Regions from separate parts of the Capsicum annuum genome. Here region 2 is linked to region 1. Evidence: chromatin contacts called from public Hi-C data. All regions are on one chromosome and are shown on one strand. The core of a region is the stretch at or near the end of the contact, and the rest is flanking DNA. Distances in the headings are between cores, read along the strand shown.

Region 1 (7,380 bases), core at 2,997-5,496:
CGTCAACCTTAGGGGGTTGACGATATGTTTTGCCAATATTTGAAGTACATACTGTCAATATCTGGTCTTGTTTTAATCAAAATGGCCACATGGGCCTTTATTAAAAATAAAAAGTCTTATGGGCTTGATAGGCCCAAAATCAATAATAACAAAAACAAACAAAAGCTAAGCTAGTTTACAATTCTAAGACGTGAAATGTCTGGACATCCGCAAAGAGAAAAAGTGTATCTTCTTCTTCATCTTTTTCTTTCTCACACAAATCAAACCTAATGATCCGCCATTTTGATTCGACCCTTCTTGTAATGAAATAAAGGTGGATTCGGAATAAAAACTCCATTTTCAACCTCGAATTATTTAAAATCAGACTTGAAAATTGTTGAGTTGAGGGTTTTTCACATGAGACATTCAAAATTCTTACAAATTCCATGAAAACCAGCTCAATAAAGACTTTTTCAACTTAATAGGGGAAGATCTGGTGAGTTCAAGGTTTTATTTTGAAGTTTTTACACTCTTACAGTCCTTGAAGTAACTGATGCAACATAAAATCCTCCCACCTTGATGTTTGTAGCTCAACTTTTGGCATGCTTGTCCAGATAAGTTACATATATTGTTGTTTTACCTTTTGATAGCCTCGATACGGATATTCCCCAATTAGGTACTCTGACTTGTCAATTCTATTCGTCTTTACCATGTTGTTGCCCCTAATCGATTTCTTTTTCATGTTCCAGTGAGATATTTACCCATCCTCCAATTTATCCCATAGAATGATCTTAATTAAAAGTTGATGCCACTATTTTGAACGCCAGGGATGATAGGTTATTTATTTTTCCGTTGTTATATCCATACAATGTCTTTGTTGTACTGGTTCCATTATTGTGCTAACTGTTGTGTATTGGTCATATAATAGTTGTTCCACAGATTGGTTATGTGATACCATCCTTAATTATTTTCATGACTGTTATATTCACCATTTTTGATATCTTCTTATCCTGAAATTAAGCAATTTAGCTTTCTCAATGTTAATAGCCTCTTACTTCTGTTGGTCTTTCCTATAATGTTTAGTATTTTAATCTTTGTGTGCCTGCAAAACAGAAAGCATGGTTAGTAAAAAAATCAGTCAGTTTATTTCCTTCTCTGAGAGTGTGCACCATCACATCTGTTTCAAACATCACCATTCTTATTCTCTTGATTTCCATAGCAATACACTAGCTCACCGGGGAACTTCCCATCTATTATCTTCTTTAGACTAAAAGATCCAGTCTCGTGTTAGAGTAAGAAGATTATGATCAACACAATATTCCAGGCCTAGTCTTAATGCCACCACTTCTGCCATTAGATTAGTCCCATCGCCACAGCCTCCTAACTTTAGCATATATAAAATCTTCTTCTCTTTTTCTAATACAAAAAGCCCCTGAAGTAGGGCCTAGGTTTCCTATGGATGAACCATCAAAGTTGCATTTGAAATTTCCTAAAATGGGAGAATTCCAAATCACAATTCAACAGACTAAAGTGGTAGAATACTCCTCAAGAAACTTTACCAAGTCAGGCCAGTTTTTTAGTAAATTTTTCAATCAAGGATAATTATACCTTGCCAGCAGAATTAGGTTTTGATTTACTTCGATCTCCATTCCCACATAAGACATCTTTTCCTGATAAATAGTGATGTTCCTTCTCTTCCAGACCTGCCAAATTATGAACATAGGAACTGTATTGAAAACTAATTAGAGCTTTGAAGCTCTATAAGCTTTCCACCACTTCATAACTGAATCCCTAAGTTACAAAAAAGGGCCATTAACTCCAGCTGCAGCTGCGAAGCTGCACCACATTTTGTTAGCTAGGTAACATATAATGAATAAGTGCTTAATAGATTCATGAACATTTCTTCATAACATTTGCATATCACCTCCTCAAAAACCCTGATCTTACTAGTACTTCCCTTATGGGAACTCTTTTCTTCCATAATTTCCACAGAGAAAAAGGATACTTTAAAAGGCATCTCTTTATGCCTGGCTTTTGAGTTTTGAATTTTTTTCTCCCAAACATCAAATTTTGACCCAAGTTTATCCATAATTGTTTGAAATATTCTTGTACCTCTTCTTGTTGTCTCACTATATCCCAAGCCGATTTAACAGTGAATTTCCTTGAGGAGTTGAGAATCTACCTAGGTATGTCCCTGTCCTCTGAAACTTATTCTACCATCAAATAATGTAGCACATGATTGCATATCTCTTTTGGAAATAATTCTTCTAGAAAACGAGTGTTCCATCTTCCTTCATCGAATAATTGGTTCACATTTTCTGCTTGATGAACATCAGAACTAGTGATTGGTAAGTAGCGATGTAGTGCCCCAAGTTTGTCCAATTATCATTCCAAATATTAGAATGTCTACACGTAGGTTCCCACCATATCTCTTGATCAACATAACTTTGGATCCAATTATATATTTCCATGTTTGTGAACCCTCTCTACATTCAACCACCTGAGGTGTATACCTTTTTTAATATTTGTTCCACATGAATATAGTCCATGTGGATTTCTATGTTCTGAAAATCCATCACAGTTTGGCAAATAAAACTTTAAAATTATCAATTAGTGACCTAAATCCAAGTCCACATTCATCGTTTGCCTGCAAATATCAGTCCAAGAAACCCAACGCTTGTTTTTGCCTACCTTCTTGAAACTTCATATAAATCTTGAAAAAAATCTATGTAAATTAGGGATGACACATTTAGGAGGAATTACTACAGACAATAGGTATATACGGATTGTATTTAACATATTATTGATCAATACAGATTTATCTCCAAAAGATAAATTCTCTCTTTCCAAGACTGAAGCTTATTATTTACCTTTTAGATCAGCTCTGAAAAATTTATTTTCCTCTTTATTGCATGACCGGTCTTCCACTTCCTGAGTGATAGCATTTGTTGTTTTATCATGGATATTAAAAGAACTTTTTTATTTATTAATCTTCTGCCCTGACTATTGTTCATATTCCTCCAATGTACCCATCACCAATTGCAAAGATATCTTATCGGCTGACACAAATAAAATAGTGTCATTTGCATAAGCTAGATGGTTAATTTTGTCACTTCATTTTGGCTTTCCAAAGCCCTTGAGGTCCTTCTTATTAAATAAAGAGTTCAATGCTCTAGCAATCACTTCTGCAAATAAGATAAACAGTATAGGGGATAAAGAATCTTCTAGTTTCATACCTCTTATAGAATGAAAGAAACCATAGAATTGAACATTTATAAAAGTTAAATACTAGTTATTAACCACCAGCCTCCAGATCATATCTACTACTTTGTGATCAAAACCCATTTTTCCAGCAATCCACTATATCGTATTTTTTTAGCCATGTCAAGTTTTATCACTACATTAGCATAATTGGCCCTGTTTCTAATGTCAGTAATGATTTCTTGATACCAAAGGACATTTTGAGTGAAGTTTCTTCCTTTTACAAAACCAGATTGGTTTTATTAAAATCGGCATAGGAAGATGTGTCTCAAGTCTATTATGAAGCTCTATAGATATCACCTTGATAAGAAAATTACTTGAAATAATCGGTCTCATATTTGTCAAACACTGAACAATGTATTTTTTAGGCAACAAGACTAATATCTTTAAAATTCAAGCTATAATATTAGAATCATTCTTCAAGCATATATACAATCAGAAATAGTAATTTGGTAGTATGATGAGTGATTTAGACATGAATTAAGGCCACAAATAGTTCCTAGCTCATGGCCAAGTTGAAAACTTCCTTACTGATTGACTTTTTGTGTAGGATCTCTCTATAGTCAACTTCAAATGAGTTTTACTTATAGAATATTAGAAATTCTGAATCTCAAGATCCACCAAAAAAATCTCCTTGAATCTTCTTTCCAACACATCTAATTTTATCTTAACCCGATATCGGAGTAAAAGGTTATGACCATTTTAGTAAAGTACTATCAGGTTGTCCAAACATACAAGCTGTCATACGAACCATGTGACTGGGACCCGATCCATATGTGGTCCAACACACGAATCCTGGTGCAATTTTTCAACAACTTTTTTTTATGTTTACTAAAGGTTTTTTTGGTCATTTTTCAAGATTTTTAGCCCAATATCAAGTCATTTTAGGATATTTTGAGGCATGATATCCTATTATTATTCTGTTTTCTCCCTCATAACAATGACCAAGCTCCCAAACTCTGCCAAAATTCTCTCAAGGCAATAACATTTGATTTTCTCCTCAAGCTCAAGAAAAGTCAAGTTTCCACCAAGTTCTTCGATCAAAAAGCTTCATAATCAGGTATGCATATATTCAATAAGGGATTCCTTTCACCTTTATGTCCAAAGCTAGTTTTAAAATATGATTTTTTGCAATGATTTCTATGAACTCGTGATCTAGAGTTAATACCCAATTATTCTAAATTCTTGAAATTTTATTCACTCACGTTATTTTATTATTATGGTTCCCATTCAAAATGATTATGCATGATTCATGGATTTAACTCAATTATTTTAATACGTGAAGAATTACGCATTTTTAATAGATTTCAACCTCATTTAGAATGAACTATGCATGTGGATTTCAGTCTATATTAGTTGACATGCCATTTTTTTCATGAAATTTATTATCTTTACAGACTTTTCATTTTAAGAATCCTTAGTATATTGATATTCAGTATTTTGGACTTGTGCTATAAAATTTTTCTTTTTTCTTCCAATTAATAAATTGTCATTATTAGTTGCATTCTTCAGAGAAAGTGGGTTATGAACACATGATGACTTAGGATATCATGTATTGTCAGTTGAATACTCAGTCCTTCAATTTTCATGATTTAGAATGCTTTTAGATAAAGCGCTAATACTTAAGTCTCAGTACTTCAGTATTATGGAGTTATTCATTATATCAACTTATATTCAGTTGGAAGTAGTACTTAGTACCGAGCGAATGAATGGATGAAGGAGCGAATGAATGGATGAAGGCTCACCCGTCAGTTAAGCTGAGACCTTTAGTAAATGTCCCTAAGTCCTAGAACTATGGTGCTAACGTAGGTTATAAGAGGTTATCAATCAGACCAGACTTGACATCTTAGTTCTTTTGGACATCAGTTTAGTGGTACCATATCAAATCAACCTTTATACTCTGACAAGGTATATTGGATCCTTTTTTATGAGGATTATACGTCGAACTCCATGTTTAGCTCACATGGTTATATGTCGGTTAACAGTAACTCTCATGGTTCAAACTCAATTATTGCATGATCTTGTATTCAGTTTATTCAGTACAGTATTGCATACATGTTTATTGACTTGGTCATTGCATCAATTCATATCCCACAGTTTCAGACTAGTATTTGTACATGACCCTCAATTCAACTTTCCTTGCTTTTAACTATGACTTTTCAGCTTATCATTGCATATTAGTATTTGTGTATTTCATATAGGGTCATTGTACTTCAGTTCAGCTTCTTTGCATTCAGTTAGCATTCAGTACAACTTTATAACATGTTCAACACCAGTTTTAAATCATATAAAATATTTATGCTTCTACATCTTTTCAATTTTGAGAAATATTTTAGCTAATGATTCAGAGATTTTACTATTTACTATGCCTCGCAGGTTTTACATATAAACATATTTTAAGTACTTATTTTAGTAAATGGTTTATATCCTCAATTTAAAGCAAGTTTTAGTGTTTTCATGACTAGTGGATATCTCACATATTCAGTACATTCAAAAATACTTATTGCATACTTCTTTTGTCTATATTTTTTATGTGATGTAGATTCAGGTGCTTACTATCAGGATCCTAGTAAGGCAAATCACAGCATCCAGCCAGCAGGTGATAAGTTCTCTTATTTTTAGGACTCAAGTCAGTTGTAGATCCATTATTTCATTTGTATTCATATGTATTGATTAGGGATAGTTGGGGGGCTACGTCTCGGCTTCTTATAGTCGGTATTAATAGAGGCTTCATAGATAATTTGCTAGATTTGTCGTATTAATTTTTTTTTAGATCATAGAGGTTGTAAATAAACTTTCTAATAGTAGATGTATTAATCAAGTTTATTCCATGATTATACTTTCACTCAGTCAATTTAGCCCTTATTTATGTTTTAGTCAATTGCTCATGTATTATGTCAGTACTACGGTTTAGTATGTGATCTCTTATAGTTCTAAGCACCATGTTATGATTAAGGGTAGTCTCGAGTCATGAAAAACATGGTATCAGAGCTAGAGTTAAAGTTTCTTAGGATGTCTGTGAAGTTATAATAAGATCTCAAGATTACAAGATAGTCCTCAAATTAAAAGAAGTTTTGAATGATGTAAACTTATCCCCAAAGGGCCTCTCTTAGTCTCTCCAGCATATATCTACTAAAAAGGGACTAAAGGGTATTTATAGATTATGAGAAATCCTAGAAATTAAATCCTAAATAAAATAGGAAAACTCTACTAAACATACATAATAAGGACTAAAAACATCATAGGAGTGTATGTAGGTTACATGGAAACCCTAGAAAATAATTTCAAAATGATCCAGAAAAATTAGGTGTCCTTAGTAAGTGACAGAGTTCTATTTCCTGCTTATAAGCCCCTGGCCTTCAAGTTCTGACACCTACTTAGATCACCTACGCCCTTTAAGTGGCACATACAGAAACACCTTAGGTTTCGATCCTTGGAAATTTCCTGAGTTTTGAATTCACTGTCCTTGTAACGACTCACTATACGAGTTGTATGGTGTGGGTACAGGTCTAGGGACCCTAGGTGTATGTTGGTTAGTGTGTTGCTGACTAAGCTCTATCCTTAGTATAGTAGACTCAATACGAGTTGTATGCTGATGTAACAAGAGGGTTGAGTCCAATCTCATCTAGTCCAGTATCTAGCCCTTGATGTTCTGTTTAGGGTACGAGTAGATGGTACTAGTCGTATGATATGGTGACGGGTTGGGCATGTGAGTCATATGTTGGACCGAATATGATGTCTAAATTTCTGACCTAGTGATGACTTGAGGGTACCACTCATATGTTGTGGTGACGAGTTGGAGCGTCTACTCGTACCCATCTGCGAGTTTTCTACTGTTTTAAGTGGGGATATTCTTGACATTTCCCCTCTTAACTCCTTTTAAACCCACGACGTAAAACATGTTAGTGGCTATATTAACCTATTATTCTCATTCAAACACTCTTAAAATCTCTCTCAAGCTCTTGGTTCAAGAAAAGGCTAGGATTTCTATAAGGCAATCAAATAGGGGATTTCAAGAGTGAATCCCTCAGTTTTCCTTAGCGTCTAAGGCATGTTAATCCTCCCTCATTGCTATTTCAACTAAAAGTATGTTTTTAACAATTGTTTTTCATGGTATTATTATGGTATTATTTTTGTTTT
Region 2 (6,795 bases), core at 991-3,490, 33 kb after region 1:
GCAATTTGTACACCGAGGCTACTCAAAAGAATAAGTAATTTGCTACGATGGGAAAATATTACTCGTCATTGCGTCCAAAGATGTAGATTTTATACATTATACATTACTTTATTTAACACACTTATGTATAATGTAAGTTTTTGTATATATAGAAAAGGCTGTTTTTATATTTAGTCGAATTATACAATTGTAATCTATGAATTTTGTATAAGGTTACATTATACATTCTGACAAGTTTATAGATAAATAATGTATAATGTTAATATTTTATATGTATGGTGTAACATTAAACATGCTTGAAGTTTTTATTTGAAAGTATAAGATATAATATATTAGGCATTATACATTAGTTATTTTGGAAGACTAATGTATAATATAAGTCTAATGATATATATTTTCAATATGTTATACATTAGAAGTTCTTATTACATTAGTTGTGTTTTATGTTGTATTTTACAGTTAAAAAGTCTTATTTTTATATAATTTTTCATTATACCTTCTGTCAAGCTTATAGGTCATACATGTTTAAAGTGAAAAATTTAGATGTGTAATATGACATTATACATTACTGCAGTTTATTTTTAAAATGTACAAGTTGCCCTTATACTTATTCTAATGTATAATATAAGCCTGAAGATATATATTTTAATATGTGATACATTAAAAGCCCTTATAAGATGCATTTTATGCTTTATGTGGTATTATACTGTTAGAATGTCTTATTTTTGTATAAATTTTCATTATACCTTCTGTCAAGATATATAGGTCATACATATTTAAGGTGAAAAATTTAGATGTGTAGTATGACATTATACATTACTCCAGTTTATTTTTTACATGTATAAGTTTTCCTCATAGATGTGAAATTGTTGTGTATTTTGCTTCATTTTTTTATGAATTTCGTCAACATTTAATTCCATCGCGATCGTAGCAATCAATTTCAAAAAGTTAATACTTTCTAAAATAATAATTGCATCACTTTTATAGAATTGATAAATGATTTTCAACTCCCAAATTTCGAAATGACGTAATAATATGGGGATGTTCATATTTTTTTCCGAGAATTGAAGAAAGACGAAGATGGATTTTATTTTATTTTTTCAAAAACATCATTAAAAATGAGGAAAACTAACAATGATGTTTAAGAGTTTTTTTGAATTTAAATTTCGGTTATTTTATTTAATCATACAAAACATAATTATAGGTAATTAGTAACTTTATTTAAGGGAATGAAAGATTTTATCTGATCACTCTTTGCATGAATGTAGGAGATTATGTTTTATCATCTTACCTTAAATATAGGATTAACTGTTTTATCATACATTCAAGCTACATATGATAGGCAGCCAAATGTATGAGTATATTTGCAAAATTTAGGAGAGAAAAATTAGAAGGGATTTTATGTAATTAGTTTCAATAGGTAGGGGATTTATGTTGTTTACACTTTATTTTACCAATTTTTTTATTAGATTTTCTTTTTCAATCTATATTTGAACTAATAGATATGGCAATCCATTCGCACTTCTAACATATTATTATATAAAGTATATAATTGTATGATGATTTATAATATTTTCAACACCAATACATTATCAAACACATTTGAATTCATTGATTACATTATCTTAATTAACATCAACATTCATCAAAATTCATATGCAAATTTAATAACTTGAACAATATCAACAAGTTAAATATCAAAAATTAATAATATTTAAAATTGACTTAAAAATATTATTGCTTTGAGTTTAGGTAATGTTGTGCAATTGATTTCGAGTAGCTGCAATAAGTATTTGAACATTTCATGGTGAATGCAATTTTTATATTTATGATTAGAAATTTTATATTTGCCATTTAATGCTAAATGAATAAAATATTATATAAGATACTAGGTAAAATTTATTGAGTAATTACTATTTATATTTTTAATTTTTTTTACTTACAATTTTCTTTAATTTTAAGTTTAAATTGAATAACAATAACAAATGAAACATCTATACTTGATAATTGAGGTTTTTAACACTTAATAAGTTAAATATTCTATAGGATATTAAACTTATTCAATAACTACTATTCTTAGTTATTACTTTTTCTTTTACAGTAATCATATATTTTTAATTTAAATTAAATAGTATTTGACCCATGAGCCGGCCCAATTCAACCTCAGTCAAGCCTCAAGGGCCAACGGGCTAACTTGGGCTGAGTTTATAAGCCCTAGTTTTAATTGGGCTCAAAAATCACAACCCAACCCTTATAGTGGGCTGGATTAGACCGGACTCAAGGACCAAGCCCATTTTTACGGCTCTGCCTATGAGATACAACAAACAAAACTATGATAATCGGATACATGCTCCATTACAGCACCAACAACCATTCAATCCTCTTAACTTTCACTGTACTCCATATTACTAGCTCATATTTGTATTTCATTTTGGATGGGAAAGAGAAGTATATCTTTGCAGTGTTCGTTAAAGATCTACTAGTAAGCTTTTTATCACAGTATGATACCTTTTTTGCTTTCTAGTTCACCTGTTCAACTATTTCATGGATATTCCTGTTCCATAAGGATTTCACAGCCTAAACAAACTTTGCATCCCATTAAAGATGTAAACACTAGTCTCAAAAGTAAGCGAGCAGTTATATGCTTCATATTTCAGCATTCAGTCAAGCTCATTTTATAAAATCACACCAGAAGAAAAATAACTCCATGAGGGGAAACCAGATATACCCTTCTTCCATTTGAAGCAAAAACATTCATAGTTCACCTGATCAAGTCGAACTAAGAACCAACTGCTAATTGCAGCTCATAATGTCTGCAGGGATACACATGATAACTTAACTAAGGATTACATTTGCATCCAAAATGAAATGAAAATTTCACAATGCAGACAAGAATTCATTGCCAAAATTTTTGACTGAACACTCTAGCTATAGGATTGAGGAAAAGTTACATTTTGCCTCTATGGATCTTTCTACATCCTTAAATAGTTCTGTAACTCTAATGGTTGCCGCAAAACACATACTAAGCTGAACAGTATGATTCCATCATCCAGCTCTGAAGTAGGCTTCCAAAAATACATGGTTTCAGACAGCAGTTATTTTCCCATTCTGAATATGCTCTCTGATGCATCATTCAGAAAACTTTGTGAGCCTTCCTGTAGTATCTGTTTATGAATGAAGACTGCAAAGAAACGCAATAGGTGAGAACCATGAATTTTATTGCCAACACATACTTAATAGCATATATTAAGTATTTAACATATCAATTAAACATGAGATGTCATTGTAATATTGTTACACTCGAACATAAACTTAAATTCTTCAACATCAACAGTTTAATCATAAAAGTACATCAAATAGCTAGTACCTTTTTTTTCTTTTGGGGGGTGTATGCGCTCTGTGTGTCAGTCTCAGTCTGTGTGTGTGGGTGGGGGGGTCCTATATAAGATAATTAAGACTACAAACACAATACTTACCTTGACCTGAGATACATCAGGAGCATCAGGTGAGGTCACGGGATAAAATTTGTAAAATTTCATACTCTGAAATGCAGCTTTCGCTTCTTCACTCATATCCTGTATAGCCTTTTTCCTGGCTTCTCTAGCCTATACCATAGTAAATTTAGAGTCATGATCATAAGCAAATCAAGTATAACATGAAAAAAGATACTAGGGCTGCAAACCATCAGCATTGCCACGGAAAAGGAAAATAGGATTCCAACAAATTTCTCAAAATATACCTCTCGGTTGCTCCTCTTTCCTTCTTTAACTTTCTCCTTCACAAATTCCTAGAATTATAAAGATGATACACACAAATTTTATAATTTTTTAGTAAGGTATATATTTTATTGATGAATAATGAGACTTGTTATTTGATATCACAAAGTAACATTACCACAAATTCATCTTTTTTATCTGCGGCCAACTCCTCTGCCTCAATAAATTTGTCTGCCATTTCCTACAAATTTCATCACTCAAGTTAATAGATGGTAGAATGGTTTGAAAATACAGAGGCATATACAGATTAGTGCGACTTCAAACTGGCAAAACTTGCATGACTTGAACCAATAAAGGAAATGCTGATCTACCTCTTTACTTCATACTGGAAAGTTTACAGTTTTAGTAAAATGAAAATTCTTATCTCACTAAGTCAATTCAACTTAAAACTAATTTGTAGAAAGCTTTGCCTCTCTCCTCCTTAAATGGAACTCACACCAACTTCTTATACAACAATTTTACACTTGATTGCAGCATACTTTAAACTAATTGTTCTGCTTGTTCACACGTCAAAGTTTATAATCTTAAACACTCCTAAACTTGACACAATTGCGCTGCAATCTCCAAACGCCTTTGGTAAGAAAATGGCAGCCTATAGGATGACTATTCAAGATAAACCTCTCACTCAAGCTGCTAAAAGAATAAAAAATGCTATCCTTTCTTAAATTTGTCTTATAACAAGAAAATTATCACAAATAGCAACCATATGGGAGAAAAAACAACACTTGGTCAGTTCGGCTGAGTGAGGTCTAGGAAAGGGAAACAATATTCTAATGTGGCTTCCTATGACAATTTTCTTCTTTTCATTTTTATTCTAGATTACAACAAAAAGAGACATATTTGGTTTCTCCTAAAAATGGGTATTAAACAAAGGACATAGTGGGTTAGGTAAAACTTATTTGACAAGAAAGATCTATCAAAGCAAAAAGTCCAAAGCCAAAGGATTTTTTTTAATGTGTATGCTTTAAAAGTCTAAACTTGGAATATATTATTTATTTGTAGTTTATACTTTATTAATGGGATAGGAATTCGTAGTGGGACGTTCTTTTCATAGTGCTGAAAAAAAATTCTTTGTGATAGTTCAACAAAAAAGGAATTTATTTCAAGAAATTGCTGGATGGTGCTTTCTGTGCCTTAGTCAACCAGAAAACAGACAGCAACGTCAGAAACCAATAGAGATGACATATTTAAAGGGATAGCAGCAAATGTGCAAGTCTCACGTTAAAATTTGTGTCTATCATTGGATCTTATCAGCTACTTAATATGTTTAAACCTCAAAACCCAATCAAATTCACAAATATGGAATCTCAGCAAAAATCTATGATGTTCTTCCAGTTTACTAAATTAGAATAAAGGGAATGCAGTGATGCAACAAGCATACAAATATGGAATAGTTTCCTCTTATGAACAAGTCAGCAAGAATTTGGGATATTAGGAGAGAAAAATAGAGAAGTCTTACCAATCAAAAAAAGAAAATAATTATGCAAAAAATTAGAGAAGTTATCAGAAGCTGGTGGTCAAATGTCTTTAGCAGCTTCAACATATGAGGACCCACATAGGAAATAGTTTACAGGACATCCCAACAGCCTTTTCATTTTCATTTGGAAAGACGGTGGACCCAAAAAGTAGAGGGGGTGGCAGGGAAGAAAAAGAGAAGAGTTAAGTATACCTCTGGCTCATCAAATTCCCAATCAAACTCGCAAAACACCTGAGACCAAAAGAACTCAACTGAAAATTGTCAAGACCATGCATATATCCCTGTATTTCTTTTCATATAACCACTTACAGATCTAGCATACAAAATTGCTCATGTTATACCCATCTAATATCTATTTCAAGCCAAAAAATAATCCTCAAGCAATCCCTTTTAATGTATTGGAGTAGCCACTGTATTATTCTGCTAGTATCTGAAAGCTTACAGGCGGTTCTGTTGGAAACAAGATCTGCACAATGGTGCTCTGTTCAAACTCATCTTCTGCAAACGGCTGATAAAAATCTGCCAAGAAAATAAATGTCATGGAGACTTCTAACAGAAATGAAAGCACCAAACATAACTATAACAATTAAAAGATGTACACCACAGTCAAAGATGACCGACTATCCTCTCAGTTTATAAGTGCAACAACAAATGAAACAGCAGAGCGAAATATATGAAACTGAAACATCAAGCTTAATTTAACTAATTTACAAAAATATCAGATATCATATTCTTAAACATAGTTAAGACCCATATAGAAGACTAACATGATTAATATACAATTAAATAATTTTTGACAAATATAAGAAATATATTTTTAATAATTTACGATAATTATGTTATATAACAGATCAAATATATATATAAAACTGAAAAAATTATCAGGGAATCAGAAAGGAAATTTAATAACTACATATTTTAGTTTCATATCTGTAAGGAAAGAGAGAACAAAATTACATTCAGTGCTAGCATACAGACAATATAACTTTAAATTTTTAAATTTTCTGACTTTCAGATACAGTGACTTCTCCAAACAGCTAGAGATCTATCTTAGTCCATTCCAGAAGGGAGACCAGACAAGTATAACCACATCAGTATTCCAAACTTTTGTTCTCCAGTTAGAAATGTTAGTTCCAACTTCCAAGCCATGCCAATTTTACCAGAATAATGCATTACCTAATGCACCTTATACAAAGAAACATGCTCCAAATCTGATGTGCCATGTCAGAACGAAGGAAAAGATGAGATAATTGACCGATTTGCAGTTTGCTAACCTAACCCCTCTTCCCCACTGTTGATTTATATTTTAAAGTTCAATTAGCCTCCAGTGCAACTGTCAACAGCAAGGCTTTCAAGCTCAGAGATCCGCATATTCTCTGAGCAAGTTTATAAGGAAACTAATCATCTAACTTGTTGCTTCTATAAATGAGAATTGAAGAGTAAGGCTTGGCAGAAACCATCTTTACATGTTAATATCTCAAGTAGTTATGAACTAGAAGACCTTTAACCTGCTTCAGAACAACCATGTAAGAGAAGGGAAGT

Evidence for each region. Hi-C and Micro-C count contacts between places; a contact is called where the count stands out from the background.
Region 2: a Hi-C map of leaf shows a contact between it and region 1, with 1.9 times the contacts expected there. The contact joins two enhancer-like sites. A contact is called at or near these places in 4 of 5 Hi-C or Micro-C datasets (bud, leaf and placenta).

The regions. Positions count from the first base shown.
Region 1 is chr12:56,653,020-56,660,399 of UCD10Xv1.1, forward strand. LOC107850406 (a long non-coding RNA gene) reads left to right here. Exons shown (of 2, transcript XR_007048642.1): 1 at 1-475; 2 at 5,783-6,071. Among protein-coding and RNA genes, the nearest start is that of LOC107850406, 4.0 kb to the left of the region's middle. Within about 2 kb of position 4,247, at least 2 of the 5 cell types and tissues checked have an H3K27ac peak or open chromatin away from gene starts, as enhancers often do. A contact at or near this core is called in leaf, where this site is marked.
Region 2 is chr12:56,687,896-56,694,690 of UCD10Xv1.1, forward strand. It overlaps LOC107850405 (protein HEAT INTOLERANT 4), which reads right to left. Exons shown (of 14, transcript XM_016694903.2): 9 at 5,696-5,772; 10 at 5,446-5,484; 11 at 3,895-3,957; 12 at 3,740-3,787; 13 at 3,477-3,605; 14 at 2,709-3,181. The coding sequence ends at 3,134. Among protein-coding and RNA genes, the nearest start is that of LOC107850405, 14 kb to the right of the region's middle. Within about 2 kb of position 2,241, at least 2 of the 5 cell types and tissues checked have an H3K27ac peak or open chromatin away from gene starts, as enhancers often do. A contact at or near this core is called in leaf, where this site is marked.